5 separate regions of the Sus scrofa genome follow, and regions 1, 2, 4 and 5 are each linked to region 3. A link is a contact called in public HiChIP or PLAC-seq data. All regions are on one chromosome and are shown on one strand. Each heading gives the region's core, a stretch centred on a gene start, on an enhancer-like site or on the middle of the called end of the contact. The rest is flanking DNA. Distances are from core to core; before and after follow the strand shown. Region 1 holds the start of FURIN (furin). Region 2 holds the start of MAN2A2 (alpha-mannosidase 2x). Region 3 holds the start of CRTC3 (CREB-regulated transcription coactivator 3). Region 4 holds the start of FES (tyrosine-protein kinase Fes/Fps). Region 5 holds the start of HDDC3 (HD domain containing 3).

What was found. HiChIP or PLAC-seq counts read pairs in DNA pulled down with a chosen protein or histone mark.
Region 1: a contact with region 3 is called in an H3K27ac HiChIP or PLAC-seq map of alveolar macrophages. The contact joins the promoter of FURIN here to the promoter of CRTC3 in region 3. A contact is called at or near these places in 1 of 5 promoter capture datasets (fetal skeletal muscle) and 1 of 2 datasets of contacts at active chromatin or transcription factors (alveolar macrophages).
Region 2: an H3K27ac HiChIP or PLAC-seq map of alveolar macrophages shows a contact between it and region 3. The contact joins the promoter of MAN2A2 here to the promoter of CRTC3 in region 3. A contact is called at or near these places in 2 of 2 datasets of contacts at active chromatin or transcription factors (alveolar macrophages and skeletal muscle).
Region 4: a contact with region 3 is called in an H3K27ac HiChIP or PLAC-seq map of skeletal muscle, with 2.9 times the contacts expected there. The contact joins the promoter of FES here to the promoter of CRTC3 in region 3. A contact is called at or near these places in 1 of 5 promoter capture datasets (fetal skeletal muscle), 2 of 47 Hi-C or Micro-C datasets (mesenchymal stem cells and retroperitoneal adipose tissue) and 1 of 2 datasets of contacts at active chromatin or transcription factors (skeletal muscle).
Region 5: an H3K27ac HiChIP or PLAC-seq map of alveolar macrophages shows a contact between it and region 3. The contact joins the promoter of HDDC3 here to the promoter of CRTC3 in region 3. A contact is called at or near these places in 1 of 5 promoter capture datasets (fetal liver) and 1 of 2 datasets of contacts at active chromatin or transcription factors (alveolar macrophages).

The regions. Positions count from the first base shown.
Region 1 is chr7:53,454,212-53,456,911 of Sscrofa11.1, forward strand. FURIN (furin) reads left to right here and starts at 1,423. Exons shown (of 15, transcript XM_021098916.1): 1 at 1,423-1,850.
Region 2 is chr7:53,497,640-53,500,477 of Sscrofa11.1, forward strand. MAN2A2 (alpha-mannosidase 2x) reads left to right here and starts at 1,278. Exons shown (of 24, transcript XM_001929378.5): 1 at 1,278-1,508; 2 at 1,776-2,241. The coding sequence starts at 2,209.
Region 3 is chr7:53,144,875-53,147,752 of Sscrofa11.1, forward strand. CRTC3 (CREB-regulated transcription coactivator 3) reads left to right here and starts at 1,443. Exons shown (of 15, transcript XM_021098912.1): 1 at 1,443-1,830. The coding sequence starts at 1,699.
Region 4 is chr7:53,471,649-53,474,348 of Sscrofa11.1, forward strand. It overlaps FES (tyrosine-protein kinase Fes/Fps), which reads left to right and starts at 1,299. Exons shown (of 19, transcript XM_001929355.4): 1 at 1,299-2,093; 2 at 2,608-2,700. The coding sequence starts at 2,617. It overlaps FURIN (furin), which reads left to right. Exons shown (of 15, transcript XM_021098916.1): 15 at 1-1,143.
Region 5 is chr7:53,526,572-53,529,271 of Sscrofa11.1, forward strand. HDDC3 (HD domain containing 3) reads right to left here and starts at 1,319. Exons shown (of 4, transcript NM_001243409.1): 1 at 1,193-1,319; 2 at 831-886; 3 at 489-729; 4 at 1-193. The coding sequence starts at 1,304. The coding sequence ends at 63.

The sequences.
Region 1 (2,700 bases), core at 173-2,672, 310 kb after region 3:
CACGGCTCGGATCCTGAGTTGCTGTGGCTGTGGCATAGGCCAGTGGCTACAGCTCTGATTAGACCCCTAGCCTGGAAACCTCCATATGCTGCGGGAGCGGCCCTAGAAAAGGCAAAAAGACAAAAAAAAAAAACCTTTAAACAATGAAATGCATTTTACAAACAGCTTTAGGAGTTCCTGTCGTGGCTCAGTGGTCATGAACCTGGCTAGTTTCCATAAGGATAAAGGTTTGATCCCTGGCCTTGCTCAGCGGGTTAAGGATCCCGCGTTGCTGTGAGATGTGGTGTAGGGGGCAGACGTGGTGGCTCAGATCTGGTGTGACTGTGGCTATGGTGTAGGCCAGCAGCTGCAGCTCTGATTGGACCCCTAGCCTGGGACCCTCCATATGATTCGGGTCCGGCCCTAAAAAGACATACCCACACACACAAAAAGAATTAAAAGCCACTTTATTGATGTATACTTGACACACTCTAAACTGCATGTATTTGAAGGGTATGACTTGATCTGTTTTGATGTTGGTGTGTACCCATGGAATCATCACCCCGTCGGGCTAATGAACACATCCATCACTCCTCATAGTCTCCCCCCTTCCCTGCCCTTCCTTCCCGGGCAACCTCTGAACCACTGATCTGCTTTCTAAATACATATTTAATGCAAAGCTGTCTCATCCACTTCCCCACCTCAGTAAACAGAGTGTGATCAACGTGATTGTTCCTTTTTTCTTTTTCTTTTTTTTTTTTGTCTTTTTGCCATTTCTTGGGCCGCTCCTGCGGCATATGGAGGTTCCTAGGCTAGGGGTCTAATCGGAGCTGTAGCTGCCAGCCTACGCCAGAACCACAACAACATGTGATCCGAGCCACGTCTGCAACCTACACCACAGCTCACGGCAACGCCAGATCCTTAACCCACTGAGCATAGCCAGGGACTAAACCTGCAACCTCATGGTTCCTAGTCGGATTCGTTAACCACTGAGCCACGACGGGAACTCCGATTGTTCCTTTTTTCAATTCAGCATTATCATTAATTTTCCTGAGCGCCACGTCCTCAGTCCTCAGAGGTCGTTGGAAATACAGAAGCTTGTTTGCCCTGAACACTAAATGGCCCCATTGTTGTGCTGCTATGCCAGGTGGTTTGGGCTTTGGAAGTTTTCGCCCTTGCTGTCGGCTGTTCAGCGCACAGTTCCCAGCAGACCATGCCTGTTGCCTTGAACCCTGGCACACCGACTTCCTCTTCTTATGCCACTCCCCGCCTACCCCCCTGCCCCGGCGTGTGGCAATGCCTGGGGACATGTTTGGTTGTCATAACCAGGGCGGGGGTTCTATTGGTCCCCAGTGTTTAGGGACCAGGGATGTTGCTAAACCTCCTCCCACGCACGGGACAGTTTCCACGAAAAGGAATAATCTGGCCCGAGATGGTAACAGTGCGGAGGTTGAGAAACGCTGCTCCGGATAACCAAATTGATTGTAAAATTCAACAGCCAGTCGTGTTAACAGACTTTTACTTTTCTACATCAGGAGGGAGAAGGAAGGGCAGAGCTCAGCTCATTGGATCTGCCAGGCCAGGAGGGAGGACGTAGCTTCAGGAAGCTCCTGGCATGTCTCGGGGATCACCTTCCAACCCTCCCAGAGGGGGCTCACTGCCTTCCTGAGGACAAGCTCTAAGAAACTCAGCTTGAGGCCCCAGGGCCCAGCATTCAGCAGGTGCTCAATGAATGTCTGCATGAGTAGACTACACCCAAAGTGCCCATTAGGTACCCAGGTGTGGGTAGTACAGGCTGGGCACTGACACCGAGCCGGCGAAAGGGAACCACTGAACCGACCATTGACTTGGGGCTTCAGCAGAGCGAGCAGGTAAGTGCAGACCCAGCCCACTAATTGGGAAAAGGAGAAGGGCTGGCCATGCTGGGATCCCCGTTCCCACCGCATCCCTTCTAGCTCCTCCCCCCACCCACAGACACTCTGTCCTATAAAGGAGGTTTTTCTCAAAGTGGTTTAGCCAGAACTGGAAGGACCTTGTCCTGTGATGGGATAGGAGGAGCCTGACTGTTGCCCCAACAGCATTCACCATGGACCTCAGGTGTTCTGGAGCTAGATGGTGAAGTATGGGCGTGCTTTATTCAGTTGTGCATGACTTAAAAGTTTAGTTTGCTTCTTCTAAGTTGCCGAAATTCCTGAGAACTCAGGTAAGCAAAAAGAAGACAACAAAAAAGCTCTCAAATCCTACCCTTTTAGAGAAAACACCAGTTAAATGTGGTTGTCTGCCCTTCTATGTAGGGATGGATGTGGTGTAGACATTTTGATTAAAACCAGGTGTGGGTGACGCTGCCAAGGCTTTGTTTGAGGGGCCTGAGAGCAAGGAAGAGATTTTGAGAGAAGGGGACCCACAGAGCACGCCAAGGAGCAATGGGGGCACCTGGGGTGAGGGTGACCGAGTGGATTTTACCACGGGACAACCGATGCTCTTGGGAGACTCCCAGATTAACCCAAATCCAAACATAAACGGAGGCCTCGCTGGCTAGACCCTTCCCCCTCCTCTGGACCCCTGCCAGGAAGGTGGGAACCTCTTCCCAGCCCCTTCCTCCCTCAGGCCCTTCCCATCAGGCCCTGCTCCAAGCCATAGGGCATCCCCAACTCTGTTGCCAGGCTTCTGTCACGTGGCGCCGCACTGCCCATTAACTGCTGTGTAAAACTGATAACTGTG
Region 2 (2,838 bases), core at 28-2,527, 350 kb after region 3:
TGAAAATAAGATTACGATAGCCAAAATGAGAAATTCAGTATAAGGATCAGAAGATAAATTTCCCAGAACATTGGGCAAAACACAGGGATACAGAGGATGATGAAACCAGTCCAGGTCTCACACCTTAATAACAGGCATTCTAGTTAGCAAATAAACCTAGAAAGCTGTTTCTGATGGTGATAAACAAAATGGGAGTCAAACTAATAAGATGGTTTTGTTAAGTGTGGTTAATCAACCAAAAAGTCATTTAAGGAATTTTCAACAGTTTGTGGAGGGCTGGTAGAAACTGGCACAGTCCTTTTGGGGCGCAACAGAATGCGCTAAATCCTAATCTTGTGCCCAGGTAACCTCACTGCGGCAAATTTGTCCTAAGACAATCATTTTAGAAGACAAATGTGGAATTCATGGAGATGTTTTATTATGTGTGATTTATTATGCTGCACGATTATAAACAACCCAGATGCCCAGTCAAAGAACAAGTAAGAAAAGCATAGATCTGGAGTTTCCGGCATGGCGCCGCAGAAACAAATCCGACTAGGAACCATGAGGTTTGGGGTTCAATCCCTGGCCTTGCTCAGTGGGTTAAGGATCCGGCATTGCCAAGAGCTGTGGTGTAGGTCGCAGATACTGCTCGGATCTGGCGTTGCTGTGGCTGTGACACAGGCTGGCAGCTGTAGTTCCGATTGGACTCCTAACCTGGGAACCTCCATATGCCGCGGGTGCGACCCTAAAATAATAATAATAATAATAAATAAAAATTTTTTAAATTAAAAAAGGAAAGTATAGATCTTATTCACCGGTGGCAAGCACGGCAAGGGATCGTGATGAACGCACGGTACCAAGAGAAGGCAGCGCCCCCTTGCCTGAGAAGCGTAACTGTATCGAATTAAGGATACCTACCCCAGAGGGGGGGAGGGGGCCGGAAAATGTGCTCCATCGTTTGGCTGGTGAAATGAAGGAGGAATGTTTCTACTGCTGGTAGATAACAAGGCGCTTACTCTAGCAAGATTCAAAAAACATCAAGTTGCGCTCCGCTCCAGGCGGCTAGGCAGCGCGCCAAGACCGGGGTCGCGACTGCGGCTGCGCACTGCGGCCCGGCCGCCCGCGCCAGGGGGCCCCCGGTCCTGACCGCACCGGAAGCGCCCGGCCGGCCAGCGGGAGCCGAGCGAGGGCAGTAGCCGGGGCCCAGCTCGCCCGGCTCGGCAGGGGCGCACCGCAGACAGCGGCGGTGCCTGGGCGAGCAGGCGGGGCCGAGGCGGCGCGGGGGCGGGCGAGCCTGTCCCCGCCCCGCATGCCGTTCGGCCCGGCGGCCGCGAGAGGCCGGGGACCCGCGCCGGGTGGGCGCAGCGGAGCGCGCCGGTGGCCCTGGCCCCAGCGGGAGCGACGGGTGGGCGGACGCCCGCCTTCGCCTGCATCGCTGTCTTTCCCCCGGGCCGTTGTCCCCCGGGATGTGAGGGCCGCAGCTCCGCCGGCGGGGCCTGGAGTGGAGCGGAGAGCGGACGCAGACGGTAACGCGCTGGGCGGGCGCGGGGAGGGCTCTGGCTGCCCCGGCCGTGTCCAGGCTTGGGCAGCAGGAGCGCGGGCAGCGCTTCGGGGTCAGAGGCGGCCGGAGATCCCGCATCGGGCAGTTGTCGTTGAGGTCCCAGAGCCGGCAGAGCCAGGGAGGGCCGCAGCCCAGGAGGGCCGGGAGGGGGCTGGGCCGGCCAGCAGGCGAGCGCCCGGAGACCCGGCGGCAGGTGCCGGGACCCCCTTGGGATCCAACTCTCTCTCCCCAGCTCCACCTACTTTGGCCTGAACCCAGCCTCCGAGGGCTAAAAATATTGCCCCGAGGCTCCTGAGCGGAATCAGATCGTGCTAAGTAGGGCACAAGGCTGCAGAGGCGACCGAGCTCTTCGGCCCCGGGGCTGGAGGAAGACTCCTGAGCAGCGGCTCCCACCTACGCTCGGCGGCTAGCGGTCTCGCTCAGCCCAGCAGGCAAGTGCGGGGCCGCAGTGGTTCTCTGAAGTTGCCCCACACCGAGCAGCCGCGCCTAGCTTCTCGCTACCCATCAATCACTGCTGGCTTCTCAGGGGGTCCTGTAAATGCTTTATAAGCAGTGGCCGAAAGTTACCCACTGAAGGAATTAGAACTATCAGGCAGAAGCCGTAGGGCTCTTCGTGTTAGAAACGTCAGCTGTGGCTTCTTTTTAAATTCATTCCATGTTTCTGAATGAGAGAGGAGCTGTGCCAGGCACTGTTTCTGGTGAGTACCAGTCCGATTCAAGAGGGTAGGGAGAAGAACTTTCTTGTTAGTCTCCGGGGGCTTTGGCTGTATCTTTTTTTTTTAAATCCTCTTTTTTCCCTATTTTTCTTTTTTTCTTCTTCTTCTTTTTTTTTTTTTTTTTTTGGAGGAGGGCCCACCTGTGACATAGGGAAGTTCCCAGGCTAGGGTCCAGTTGGAGCTGTGTTGTCAGCCTACACCACAGCTCACAGCAGTGCTGGATCCTTAACCCACTGAATGAGGCCCCAGATTGAATCCGCATCCTCATGGATACTAGTCGGGTTTGTTAATGCTGAGCCACAACGGGAACTCCTGGCTGTATCCTTTAAATCAAAACAGATACCAGTGTATTCCTTTGAAAATAGAAGCATATGGGCAGGGAGCCTGGACACCCTCCTCCTTTAAGTGATTGTGTCTTTCTTGTAGGCAAGCCCTGTGGGCAGCTGGTGATAATCAGGACATTGTATGGCTAACTCAACAGCCACAGCTGGGAAGTTTGTTATCTGGTCGTGTTTTTTTTTTGTTTGTTTTTTTTTTTTAATAGCATCCACCTGGGAGAGAGCATCATCTTCACCCTAG
Region 3 (2,878 bases), core at 193-2,692:
AAATAGTTCCCGTTGTGGAGCTGCAGAAACGAATCCGACTAGTAACCAGAAGGTTGCCGGTTTGATCCCTGGGCTTGATCAGTGGGTTGAGGATCTTGAGTTGTTGTGAGCTGTGGTGTAGGTTGAAAACACAGCTCGGATCCCACGTTGCTGTGGCTGTGGTGTAGGTCGGCAGCTATAGCTCTGATTCCACCCCTAGCTTGGAGACTTCCATGTGCCTCCGGTGGGCCTCTAAAAAGAAAAAAAAAAAAAAATCATACCAAATAAAATAGAAGAATTAAATCCAATTATAATTAATACAACAAGCTAACCTAGAGATTAGCTGATAAAGATATGCTCTCATATTACATTTTCTAAGAAAATCTGAGACATGAAAAACAGGTAAAATCCTACACAGTAGTTAAATGAATCAACACAAACGAATCTTTAAAACAATGGTAAATGAAAAAAGTTGCAAAAGATAATTCAGCATGATGTCATTTTTGTAAAGTTTAACCCCCATATTTGGTATCTGCAGTTTGTGGATCCATACATTATATGCAATAAAAGTGTAAAAACATGAATGTGAATGATATGCACCAAATTGAGCCCAGCGACAATCTCACAATCTCTACGGAGGAAGGAGAAATAATAAGGGCGGGGTTTTAATTCTGAAGAATTTTATACTTTAATGAATACCAAGTGAATGAAGCAAAATGTTTTGATATATTTAATCTTGATAGCGGAGGGCGTGGGTGTTGTTAATATCATTTTCTGCACTCTTCGGTGTGTCCCTAATGTTTCCTAACTTACAAAAAGCAGACACACTCTCAGAGCTGTCTGCACATCAGGAGAGGGAGGAGAACCCTTGAGGCTGACCGGCTGGGTATCCACGGGGAGTTGACACCTGGCCGGAGCTGGAGTTTGCAGAAGCCACGGAAACTGAAAATGCCATCCCCGCCTGGGGGTGAGGGGTGAAGAGGGTGCCCCCGGGCGGGGATGGCATCTCCAGTTCACGCAACTCGGGGAGATGGTCTTAAAAACCGAGATGCAGATTTAGTAACTTTTTCTCGGGTGGGCCTGAGGAGACTGTCAGCGACACACATCGAGGGAGGAAGCGGGCTGGGAGGCGGAGGACGGAGGACAGACATTAGGCCCCACGGTGTGGGAACTGAGGGAGAAACTGCTCAAGCGTAGGTCGCCCGGTTTTCACGCCCTGAAGGAAATCATCATAACGGGGGGGGGGGGAACGGGTGAGAAGGGTGTTAAAACTCTGTTCTAAAATTGCACTATAAATGCAAAGGCCGGGATGTCCCCACCCCGGAGCGTTTCAGTAAAATGGTACCCGAGCTGCTCCCTCACGTCGGATCCGTTTTGCTCGGCGGTCTGGGCTTTCCGCTGTGTCTGCGCAGCGGGTTGCGAGCGCAGCTCAGGACGCCGGGGAAAGCCCTCCCGCTGCGGGCGCGGGGCCGGGCAGCGGGCGCGGGGCCGGGCGGCGGGCGGGCCGCGCCGAGGGCGGGGCGGGGCCGGGCGCGCGGGGGCGGACCTCGGCGCGCTCCCGGCCGCTCGCTGGCGGTGGGGCCGCGGCGGCTCCTCTGCCGGGTCGCGCCGGAGGACGGGCTTCGGGCGGCGGCCCGGGCGGCCTGTGGACTGACCGGTGGGCCGAGGTGCAGGCCCCGCACCCGCCGTCTCCCCTCTTACCGGCCGCGGGCCCGCGCCATGGCTGCTTCGCCCGGCTCGGGCAGCGCCAACCCGCGGAAGTTCAGCGAGAAGATTGCGCTGCACACGCAGCGGCAGGCCGAGGAGACGCGGGCCTTCGAGCAGCTCATGACCGACCTCACCCTGTCGCGGGTGAGGGCCCGGGCCGGCGCGGGCGGGGGCGGCCACGGCCGCGGGCGGGCCCCGCGCGGCGGGTGAGAGGTCGCGGGGCCCAGGCGATGGCGGGGCCCGGCGGGGGCCGCGCCCGGGGAGCGGAGCCCAGGAGCGTGGCCGGCGCAGCCGCGGCCTCCGCGCTTCTCCGCCTTCCGACACCCGCTAGCCGTTCGCGATCGGCGTGGAGGTGGGAGGGTTGCGGGGCCGAGTGCGCGGGGAGATGGGAAGGGGCCGAGCCGGGGAGGGCGGGCCGCCGAGTGAAGGCGGCCTGAGGGGGAGGGTGCCCGGGAGCCCCGAGAGGAAATCACAAACAGCTCGGAGGCGGGCAGTGCGGCTTCTCACTGCTCCGAACATCCACCGGCCTCGAGCCCTTCTGGCTGCTCGGCGTGGAGGGCCCGAGGGTCCCACCCACTCCTTCGGGAAAGCTCCGCTCGCCAGGAGATCCAGGGCCCGCCCCGGGCTGCTCTGGGGTCTGTCTGGGTCCCGAGAGGTGACTCCGGGTCGAGTGTGGGGCTTTGCTACTCTCAACTCCTTGGAGGTGCTTTATCGGTCCGGTTTACTGAATTCAGCTCCCATATTTCATGACAACTGGCAAGGTGCACAACGTTGTTGCCGACTGAGGAGGGTCTCAGAGGAGTGAGTAAAGCGCCAGCCGGGACAAACACCCGGCGAGGTTAGGTAACTGTGGAGTGAGGCAGTGGAGGATGGAGAGCCTGCAGGAGTGTCGGCGTAGGGCTGTAGGGAAGGAGGGTCAGCGTGATCCTGAATGCTGACCTTGAAGGACCATCAGCAGGATGGGGGAGGTTATGTAGAGGCGGGGGCGGGGCGGGAGCAGCCTGAAGGAGGGCTGAGAGCAGAGTGGCAAACTGGTGGTCCCTGGCTCGCTGCGCTGCAGACGCGTTACTTTTGGGCCAGAAGAGTTTGGGAGGACTTCATGGATCTGTTGCCAGAATTGGGAGGTTTTCGTAGAAATCAAAACTGGAGGTTTTAATGTAAAAATCGAAATTTCTTTCTATTTTAAACAGTT
Region 4 (2,700 bases), core at 49-2,548, 330 kb after region 3:
GGAGGCCACCTCTCCAAGGGCTTTTGCATCCGCTACCCCGCCCCCCACCTCTGGTGAGCCTCGGGTGGAAGCAGTGAGCAAAGGAAGGGACCAAGGCCAGGCAGGCACCTCCGGGGCGCGCACGTGGGTCCACGCGCGTTTGTCCCTTTGCCCCCGTCTACTGCGCTGGCTGCCTGCCAAGCAAGGTTGGCCCAGCCCCACGCTGGTGCCCCTACCACCCTCCCCTCTCCAGCACCCTTCCCTCCCGCCAGGGCCCAAGTCCCTGTTTTCTGAGCCCGGGGCCACCTGGGCTGTTGGCACTCGCAGTCCCAGAGCCCCTGGGTGGGTGGTGGGGAGGGACGGTGGCCCAACCGGCCTGTCCCACCTCCCACCCGATGCTGCTTTCCCCTGTGGGGATCTCAGGGGCTGTTTGAGGTTATATTTTCACTTTGTGATTATTTCACTTTAGATGCTGACTTGTTTTTGTTTTTTTTGTTTTTTTTTTTTGGTATTTTTAACGGGGGTAGCAGCTGGACCATCCACTCTCCCACACCCACTGTCCACCCTGCTGTTCCCCCCCGCCGGCTGCGCGGGCCCTGAGGTGTGGGGGGCTACGGCCTGTTGCCGAGGAATAGCTGAGCCCCAAATCCTGAAGAGGAGGCCAGGCCAGACGGGCCCTAGGAAAGGAGGATTGGGGTGGGCGGGCAGGCTGTCCATCTCAGATGGGGCTGGTCGTGCCAAGGGCTCACGGGTCACTGGTTCTCCAAGTGCCAGGGGTGGGCAGGTGGTGGCACCAAGCCCCTTCCAACACTGTGCCCTGGTGGAGGAAGCGCTGACCTGTCCGGCCCCCCAGGTCCCCCTCTTCTGACGTGCCTTTTGCACCCCTCCCATTAGGACAATCAGTCCGCTCCCATTTGGGAGCCCCTTTTTCTCTCTCCCCCAGCACCCCCCCCACCCAGCCACCTGCCCAGGGGTGCCCCCTCCTCTTCCACCCCCACCCTTGTGGCCAGCCCAGCTGGTTTTGTAAGATACTGGGTTGGTGCACAGTGATTTTTTTTTTTTCTCTTGTAATTTAAACAGGCCCAGCATTGTTGGTTCTATTTAACGGACTCGAAATAATGTTAGGTTTTAAAGTGATTAAACTTGCAGACTATGCAAACCAGGCCTGGTCTCCAGTGTGGTGATAATTGTTCTTCTCTGGGCCCTGGGGCTGCCTCCAGGATGGGGTGGGGGTGGGGGTGGGGATCGGGGCAACCTACATGCCCTTGTGACCTTCCTGCCCACGGTCCATCGCCCAGAGGGCTTCAGGGCCTCCTTCGGGCAGGGTGTAGAAGGGGACTGCAGCCGGGCACAAGTCCTGGAGGTGGGACTGGCTGAGCATTTCCACCCGCACAGGCCTTGAGTCCAGCAGGGAGAGAAGTTGAGTCCCACTCCCTGGCCCAGACCCCTTGCCTGCCCCAGGTTTCCCTTGAAACAGGAAGCCCCAGCCCTGGCTAGGTGAGCGGTGCCTGTTCCACCAGGGGACCTGTGTGGGAGAAGCTGGCCTCCCCTCTAGACATTTACTTGGAGATTTTATTCAAATGGAGACTGGTGCCTGAGCTCGCCTTGGGGAATCCAGTGGGGAGGGGAGGGCCTGCACCAGGCTTCCCCCTTCCTCTTCTGGGGCTGCTGCTGGGGTGGCCCGCCTGCCCCCAGGCTCTGGACCCGCAGGCTCTCCCACCCAGTGCAAGCCTGCTGCTCCGCCCTGGGCAGGCGCCCATTACTGCACCCGCGGGCCGCTTCCCCCAGTTCCTGGGCGCTGTCCGGGACCTGGGGAGTGCCCGGCCAGGCTGCTCTCTTCTGGCCCATTCTTTCTCAGCCCCCTCCTCCCTTCCGTTTCCGCGAGCCTTGTGAGCCGTGTGGCTGGCTGAGCGGCCTGCACTGGGCAGCGGGGGGGCGGACAGGCGTCAGGGGCTCCTGCCCGCCCCTTCCCCTCCGCCGGCCCGCCCCGGGGCCTGGGCCAACTGAAACCGCAGGAGGAGGAAGCGCGGAATCAGGAACTGGCCGGAGTGGTGCGGGGGCCTGAGTCTGAGTTGGTCCTCGGCGGCCCTAGGAGCAGCTAGCTGCCCACGCGGGTAACTCCTGCCCCCAGGGGAGGGTGTCGGTGGGTGGGGGGGAGTGGGAAGCAGGCAGGAGCCCTGCCAGCGGCGGCGATCAGAGAGCAGACACAGTTGGGCAGGGGCCGGGGAAGGGTAGGGGCTTGGGCTGCGGCTGCCTGGGGCGCCAGAAGGGGCAGGCTTGGCCCGGCCGAGGGGCCGAGGGACCGAGGGCCCTGATCGTGCCGCGCCCCTGCAGCTGGGTGCTGGGTGGGAGGGCCCAGGGAGGCAAGATCCAGGAGGTTTCTGCCCCAGGACTGGAAAGAGGACCCCTGGCACTAGTCCTCGGCCTAGGATGCAGGAAGCAATGAGGGCTTTCCCAGGCCAGGCCAAAGTTTGTACCTATGGCTGCATTTCAGTGGGACAGACCCCCACCACCCGCCTGTCTGCAGCCCCTCTTAGTCAGGCAGCCCCTAGGGTCTCTGTCCCACACCTCTGTCTGTCTCCAGCTCCTGCCCTGCCCCCACTGGTGGCTTCTCCTCTCTGTCCCCAGGACCACACTATGGGCTTCTCTTCGGAGCTATGCAGCCCCCAGGGCCATGGGGCCCTGCAGCAGATGCAGGAGGCCGAGCTTCGGTTGCTGGAG
Region 5 (2,700 bases), core at 69-2,568, 380 kb after region 3:
GACTCTTCTCTGGCCTGGGCAAAGGGATGGAGTCTGTACCATCGGATGGCTCCTAGTACTGCTCAGACTGTCAGTCCCCGCTCCTTAAACAGCTGCTTTAGAGCCTCTTCCAGCTGTTGGTTTGTCCCCTGAAGCCCCTTCACCACCTGTGCTGCCCACTCAAAGTATTCCTGGACTCGACGCTCAGACCATCCTGCATTAAGAATGGACAAAAAACTGCTCATGTTGACGTTCAGGACAGTAGTGTATTTTGCCCACTTCCTGGGGGGTTTGGTGCCGGGCTGTGAGATGAGTTCCTAATGGAAGGATCTGTCCTGAAAACCACCCCTTGGCCCAGTTGCTGTGAATCTACTGTGTGAAAGATCAGAGTGCTCCAGTAAGATTGGTCTAGGGAACTAACAAGAACACCCAGACTTTTTTTTTTTCCCCCAGGGGAACTAACCAACCTGTGCAGAGGTTCCCTCAGAGCAGGGGGCTGGGGAGCGTACCCTCTGGGGTGCAGCGATTCAGGTCCCTCAGATTGTACAGCTTGTCTGCCAGCTTCACCAGTTTAGCCCCTGGGCTGCTGTGGGGTGCCTGCTCCACCTGCAACTGCTTTCTCTCCAGCTTGGGCAGAGTCTTGTCATCTGTTACCTCCTCCACCAGACGCCGCACTTGTACCCCAAAGTGCAGCTCCACCTCATCCAGGGTGGTGTCTGTGTCCTCCACCGTGTCATGGAGCAGGGCTGCCTGCGGACAGGCTTCCATTCAGTCCTGTGACGCCAGCCCCAGGGCTGAATGGGGCTCCTGAACCCCTCCCCAGCCTCCTAGCAGAGAAGGGGGAAAGTTACCTGTAACACCACAATGTCAGTGATTCCCGCCTCACGGGTCAGGATCCGAGCCACACCTGACGGGGCAAAGCAGGAAGTCAGACAGGAGGGAGTCACCAGGGCGGCACGTTGTGGGGTTTGTAGAGCCAGATATGGCCCCTCAGTAGCTGGGGGACCTTGGGCAAGTTCTTTACTCTATTTCGCATACAAAGGGAACAATCAAGCCTACCGCCCCCGGCTGTTGTGAATTTTAAACACGAACAGTGCCTGGCACAAATCTTGGTACAGACTAGGCGCTCAATGAAGTATACGCCCTCCGCGTTCCCTTCCCGGATCCCACTCCCTAGAAGCTGCTGCCGTTGCTCCTCCGGCGGCGCGCCCACCGATAGGGTGGTTGATGTAAGGGGTTCCTTCGGGGTCCTTCCGCCGCTGTCGCTGGTGCTTGCGAGCCGCGAAGTCGGCAGCCTCCAGCAGCTGGGCCACCTCGGAACCCATCGCGCGGGGGACTTCGGTCCGGGGAACGTGGACCAGGCGTGGACAGCGCCCCCTGGCGCCGCGGAGGCCCGAGGATTGCGGAGTCTGAGCCAGGGTTCTTCTGGGGCTGACATCCTGGGCAAGGAGAAGTGGGTGTGGGAGGCATCTCAGCCCCTGCTTAAGGGCGCTCTGCTGAGGGTGCCAGAATAATATAGCCTGGCCTTCTGGGAGCCCAGAGCCTAAGGGAAGGAGGAAAACAGACAAGGTATAAGACTGTGGCCTCAAAGTGTGTCCAGGGCAGGAAGGCAGGGGACAATGAAAATTTGGAGGAAGGCCAATTCACCTAGCCTCCCGGCCAGGGACGGCTTCTCCCAGGACTGGGCCTCTCCCGCCATGAAAAGATAATCTTCAACCTGTCAGGGCTCTGAAAATTCTCAAAGCTCTCTAAAAATTGTTTTCCCTGGGAGTTCCTGTTGTGGCTCAGCAGAAACGAATCCGACTAGTATCTGTGAGGATGCGGGTTCAATCCCTGGCCTCGCTCAGTGGGTTAAGGATCCAGTATTGCCGTGAGCTGTGGTGTAGGTGGAAGAAGTGGCTTGGATCCCACGTCACTGTGGCTGTGGCCTAGGCCAGCAGCTGTATCTCTGATTCAACCCCTAGCTTGGGAACTTCCATATGCCGTGGTTGGAGCCCTAAAAAGACAAAAAAAAAAAAAAAAAAAAGTTTTCCCTGCAAGGATGGCCTGGTTGCTATGGGCATGGGAACTTCACCTTTGGGCCAGAAGGCCTTAGGACCTGACCTTCTGGAAATTGGGGCCTACACTGGGAGAACTCCCTCCCTAATTACTTCAGACTTAGGCTCCCAGGCCTATGTCTAAATAGCAGTGCTGTTTCTGCAGGAACTGTCTTCTTTGCTCTCAAGTGCTGGGAACAAAAATTTGCATTTGTTTCTTGTGCCATAAGGGTTCCTATTTCAGTCCCCAGCCACTGGGCCAGGCCCCTGGAGTGTTGCTTCTGCTGTTCTGGGAGCATGGCATTGTCAGGCCTCAGTAGAACAACACAACACTGTTTGCTGGGAGCCTTTGGCCTTCTGGAGAAATCCCATGTCTCAGCAGACAGCATCTATGATGTATGAGGGCCAAGACAGACCTAGGGACATTGGAAGAGCATTCCTTGTGATATGGGGTTGGCTGGTTGCTAAGTATACTCCCTCCAGTCATACTGGAAGCTTTTGTACTTTGGCTGGTAGCTGGGGCAGATGAGGGCTCAGGGGAAAAGTTAGTGAAAGCACTCGCCCTTGGTTTTCAGCTAGTCTTGGTGGTTGCCACGATGCAGATATTAGGGAGGGAGGCTCCCAATGCTGGAACTAAGGTCTCTGGGGCGTGAAATGGAACAATCAATTCTCAGGGCGTCCACTG